Linked DNA regions of Sus scrofa: region 2 is linked to region 1. A link is a contact called in public Hi-C data. All regions are on one chromosome and are shown on one strand. The core of a region is the stretch at or near the end of the contact, and the rest is flanking DNA. Distances in the headings are between cores, read along the strand shown. Region 1 holds the start of AKAP9 (A-kinase anchoring protein 9). Region 2 holds the start of FAM133B (protein FAM133B).

Region 1 (2,804 bases), core at 175-2,674:
ACTGTATCTCTGCAATGTGTGCTTCAGGGATTACTGAAATCATAGACCCCAATCTCCTTAACTTGTTTATTTGGCAGGAGGGAAAGGTGAAGAAGAGAGAAGAAACAGTTAACTACATTATAATTTAATCGTGGTCCAAAAATGACTGCTAACAATCATCTCTAATAAAACAGACTATAATCTATAAACAGTAATTTCATTACAGGGAGGAAGGGGGCCTTAGAGTGGCCAAAAAAAAAAAAAAATACTCAAACATGTAATTTTTAAAAGAAATATCCTATTTAGGTTATATTTTGTCTTGCCAAATTTTTTGTGAAGCCAAGTGAATAATACCTGTGTATGATTTTGCGTTGTTTGCTTTACAGGTTTTTTTTCATACACATACATAAAACAGGGACTCAACAAGATTATATAGAGAGAGGTAAAATTCAATTTAAAGCGGGAATTCTATAGGTGTTGCTTAGAATATGGAACCCTTCGTCCCCTGAAGTTCCATTCACAGACTGCATTACTATTCCACACAATACAAAGCGCATGCCATGACAAAGACCTCCAAACACAAACATACAAAGCCAGGCTCCTAAAAACGCCCCTAAAGCGAAGTTCACAGCTGGCACTTGTGGCACACTCTTGCCACTGCTGAGGCAGCTGTCACAGGCCAATCACACACCCAAGAGTGCCAGCGTGCCACCTAAGAAAGCCTAGCTAATGATGAGCGTACAAATCCCTTACCGAATAAAGAAAAGCCCCAAATCCCCACCCTGAAGAGCACAATGCCTCCACTACCCAGAAAAGTCCCTAAGTAAAAAAAAAAAAAAAAAAAAAAAAAAGTGAAAGGATGGAAATTTATAAGCAATAAATACCAGATTAGAGCAATACGGTAAAAGAGGGATTTTATTTGGGCGTTCAAATGAGAAAGGAGCCACACCACCCAATCCTCACGGAAATATCCGCTAGGTAGTATAGCACTAAGCTTTTTCAATTGGAAAAGGGAGAGAAGAGGGCGAGGGGAAATGCGGACCCTGCAGCACCTCCCTCCCTGGCAGCGCACCGGTGCTGCAATATCTCCACTTCCCAGGCCCCCTCCGAACCCTTCCCAGCCACCGCCTCCCAGCGCAGGCCGGGCGGCCTCCGGTTCTCTTACCCTCGCTTTGCCGGCCTCCAGCTTCTTCTGCCTCTCTTCGTCCTCCATAGCTTCTGCGGGGAAGGCTGGGGGAAGACACGCAAGGGGTCAAGAGTAGAAAGGAAAGGTCGGTTCAGACGGAGGTGGGACCGCAAGCTCCACAGCCCCGCTCGCGGGGCCGGGCCGGCGCTCCTCCCCGCCCGGAGTGGAACCAGTCTCCTCGCTCACTGGCTGACAGTACTCGGCCGCACGAGCAGCGTCGTCACCGCCGCAGCCGCCATCTTCGTCTCCACGTAAACACACGGCGGGACGGGCGGGAGGGCGGGGGGCACGTCAAGCCGCGCAGCCGCCTCAAGCCTCGCGGCGCCGGGCAGGTGCTCCCGCGGCCCCGCCCCGTCCCGCGCGCCCCGCCCCCGCCGGCCCAGTGCTCAGCAGCCAGGGCGACCCCCGCCCGGCCTCCGATCCTCGCACCCACACCCGAAAAACTAGCTAGGAGAGCACCCTCGCCAAGGGCCGAACGCCACTCTCCAGGTGGCGGAGAGGGTTGGGAGAGAGGGAGTGTGCCAGGGGACCCAGTCGGACCCCCACCACTGTCCAAGGACTCAGTGGTCGTTTTTAAAGCCTTGAGATTTTGCAAATTTCTAAAGAAAAAATAAAACCCAAGTGCCTGATGGCGAAATTGGTGAAGGCTGAAAAGTCCCAAAGGAAAAGACGGGGGTAAGGGTGGATCGGGAAGAGGATCCACCGGACACTTTTTCAACCTAGATTGACTCCTCCACCCGAAGGACGGGGAAGGCAGCTAGCAGCTCTTATTGCGGAGGGCTGCAAAGACGGCTAGTAGCTCTTATTGCTTGCTTCCTTAGCGGAAAGTCCCTCTCCGATCTCGGGTTCATCCTTAAAGGCCCACCTCACACGCCGCCTGGAATAGCTTTTCTGATCTCTTTGTTCCCTCCACCGCAACCGGGAGTATCCAGCCTCATCTTAATCCCCTCCCACTCCTCCTTGGAGCTTGCCCTTAGTTATGGTGTCCTGAAATGAGCCTAGGCTTTGGAACCTAGGTTGAGGACAAAGCCAGGATAAACTTTCTAGCTTAGATGATCTTGAACCAAGTTACCTATCTTCCTTGAGCTTACCTGGAAGTTTTGGAAGGGTTGTTAATATATATGAGTTAACATGTGTTATATTAAAAAATCCTTAATGTCAGTTTCCTCTCTCCTTGTATTCCTGTATGCATACTGCGTGATATTTTAAAACCTTGCGCCCTTCTTAATTCACCTCATATACCTGACTTCTTAAGGGCAAAGACTATCTTGCTAATTTTGGCATTGCTAAAATGACTAGCGTAATGCTTTGCACCCAATGAACACTTGTTGGATTGAATTGAGCCACTTTAATAAATTGAGCATGACTCTCTTTCCTGTATTTTCATCTGTTCCCTCAATACTTTTTCCTTCTCATCATCTTACCCTCAAATCCATTCCTGGGGTGAACTACACTTTTTAATTTCTCAGGTTGATCATGTTTCTCCTTTGTTTTGGATTAGGCTGGACTGAAAAACTAGCAGGTATGAATTAAAATAAGCGGAGTTCAATCATAGAAGTGGTGTTAAGTGAAAACTAAGGTTTAAAAAAGAAAAGGAAAAAAAAAACTAAAGATCTAAAAATCTTAAGTCCACTACAAA
Region 2 (2,804 bases), core at 159-2,658, 610 kb before region 1:
CGCTCCCTCAGCATATGGAGATTCCCAGGCTAGGGGTCTAATGAGAGCCGTAGCCACCAGCCTACACCAGAGCCACAGCAATACGGGATCCAAGCCGCGTCTGCAACCTACACCACAGCTCACGGCAACGCCGGATCGTTAACCCACTGAGCAAGGGCAGGGACCGAACCCGCAACCTCATGGTTCCTAGTCGGATTCGTTAACCACTGCGCCACGACGGGAACTCCTGGATCAATTATTTTCTGATGACATTGTGCTGAGATAGGCCCAGCTTTATCCAGCTCCATTAATAATAAATATAATGACAATTTCTCTGGAGCCCAGAACATCTCCCTTGAAGTTTTAGTATTGTGCTGACATTATTATGACGTGTCATGCAGTAAAATTGGCCCTGAGTGCATCTATCTCCCTTACCAGTTTATAAACAGGCCCTTTGAAGGTAGGACTTATGTCTTAATCAGCTTTGTGTCTTGCGCTACATCCAGCTTCCAGTCACTGTTAATGAATTACCAAGTAAAAGTTCAAAAATTAGTGTGAGGAGTTCCCCTCCTGGCTCAGCAGAAAGGAATCTGACTGGTATCCATGAGAAAGCAGGTTCCATCCCTGGCCTCGCTCAGGTGGGTTAGGGTTCCAGCATTGCCATGAGCTGTCTGGTGCAGGTTGCAGACACCGCTTGGATCTGGGGTGTTGCTTTGGCATAGGCCTGGGGCTACAGCTCCAATTCAATCCCTAGCCTGGGAACCTCCATATGCCGCAGGTGCGGTGCTAAAAAGGAAAAAAAAGAAAAATGTGTGAAATGAATGCATGAATGATGGATAAATGGAAGTGAATTTAAATTTTTTTTTTTTTTTTTTTTTTTTTTTTTTAGTTTAGGGCTGCGCCTGCAGCATATGGAAGTTCCCAGGCTAGGGGTCGAATGGGAGCTGCAGCTGCTGGCCTACACCACAGCCACAGCAACCCTGGATCCTTAACCCACTGTGGGAGGCCAGGGATTGAACCCACGTCCTCATGGATACTAGCGGGGTTTGCTACCGCTGAGCCACTACGAGAACACCTAAAAGGCAATTTCTTTAGCAATGTGTACGACAGCACTGTCTTCTGGCCCACAACCTGATGGGCTCTGTGAGGGGTCCTGGTCCTCATTTTATCCCCAATATATGCACTATGCTAAGCACATAATAAGCGTTGGAGTAATTATTATATCCCCTCGAATGAGGATTTAAATGCACCAGGAATAGAAGAAGGCAAAGCAATCTAAGGCCAAATGGAAGTGAGCTGCCTTGGCGAGGCTGCTGTACCGGGTGAATGGTACAGAACAGGAATCCCCAGAAAACCCCTGGGAACCGCGGGTAAGCGGGGGCGCCCGTCTCTCCTCCGCGGCGGTAGGTGGCGCTGTGGCCAGACGCGGCCCCCAGGTCCTCGCGGTGCCGCTCTCCGGACCGGGTGGGGAGTTGGCGGAGGGACCTGCGTCCGGCCCGCTTCGGCATCCTTTCTGGCCTGCTGTCTCTCCTTGGCTGCCTGTGCGCTCGGTTCGGCACCATGGGAAAGCGGGACAATCGGGTGGTGAGTACTCTGTTGGGGAAACAATGAGGCGACACAGGGCCCGGCGGCAGAAGCACGGGACCCCTCGCTCTTCCCAACTGGGCCTGAGAGCGGCGGCGCTCGGACCTCGGGCGGGGAGACCCAGCTCCCTCCACCCGCACCGGCCCGAGACGCGCGTGCGCCGCGCACGCAGTTGGCGCCTTTGGGCCCCCTGTGCCCTTTCCTTTTCTTTCTTGTCTCTTTTTACTCTACGCCCCGTTTGCCCGGCCGCATCTTCTGGCAGTGCTCTCCAGCATCCTTCCTTCCCGGACTCGGGTCAGCAGTGCCCAGTTTCTAGAGCCGCGAGGGTACCCTGTTCCTTCCTATAAATGAGTCCAAAGTCGGAGGCCCTTGGAGACACCAGAACTTGCTCCCTTGGCCTCCACCGGGATCGCTCACCCTATCTCCGCGCCATTCTCGTGTGCATCCAGGTGGGATGGAGGCGCAGAGGTCTTAGACTTGGCCCCTACGCGGGGGCGGTGCGGGAACCTGCACCGAGCCCAGTTCGAGCGGCAGGCAGGCTCCCGTTGGAGAACCAGGATCGAAACGTTTGGCTTCGTGCCCCAGCGCCCTGCTAGGCCCTGTGTGGGAATGAATGGCATGACTCTGGAATCAGGCACAGACTGGTATGTCAGGTTTAGTCCCTCGTGAGTTGGGTGACCTAGGATAAAGTTGCTTTTCTTCTCTGAGTCTTAGTTTCTTCATATTAAGAGGGGATCATTGCTGTTCATAATTTTGCAGAATAGTGGAGACTGCAAAAGGCAAGGTGGCCAGGAAAGTGCTTGGCGTGAAAGTTCTTAGTGTAGCAAATGAGATAAAAGATACACAGAAATAACTGATGGCAGAAGTAAGAAATCCTATCTGATGGAGATTCGAAGTTCAGAGGGCGTTTTGTCAGGCGCAGGTAGGAGAAAGGGATTCTAGATGATAGACTACTTGGTTTGGAATGTCCAGGTTATGAATCAGATTGGATGGGCTGTAAACATAAGAGATTAGCAGTAAGCTTAGGTTGCAGCCCTATACTTCTTAGGCTTGGCTGTGATAGAGTTTTAAACCACTGAGCAGCAAGACCAGATTGGAAGCCCACCTGTGACCTGCGTCGCAGCTTGCAGCAATGTTGGATCTTTAACCCACTGAGCAAAGCCAGGGATGAAACTCGCACCCTCATGGGATACTACTTGGGTTCTTAATCTGCTGAGCCACAACAGGAACTTCAGGGAGCT

Evidence for each region. Hi-C and Micro-C count contacts between places; a contact is called where the count stands out from the background.
Region 2: a contact with region 1 is called in a Hi-C map of liver, with 7 times the contacts expected there. The contact joins the promoter of FAM133B here to the promoter of AKAP9 in region 1. A contact is called at or near these places in 1 of 5 promoter capture datasets (fetal liver), 1 of 47 Hi-C or Micro-C datasets (liver) and 1 of 2 datasets of contacts at active chromatin or transcription factors (skeletal muscle).

The regions. Positions count from the first base shown.
Region 1 is chr9:71,894,255-71,897,058 of Sscrofa11.1, reverse strand. AKAP9 (A-kinase anchoring protein 9) reads right to left here and starts at 1,424. Exons shown (of 50, transcript NM_001253824.1): 1 at 1,145-1,424. The coding sequence starts at 1,192.
Region 2 is chr9:72,502,426-72,505,229 of Sscrofa11.1, reverse strand. FAM133B (protein FAM133B) reads left to right here and starts at 1,408. Exons shown (of 11, transcript XM_005667601.3): 1 at 1,408-1,563. The coding sequence starts at 1,540.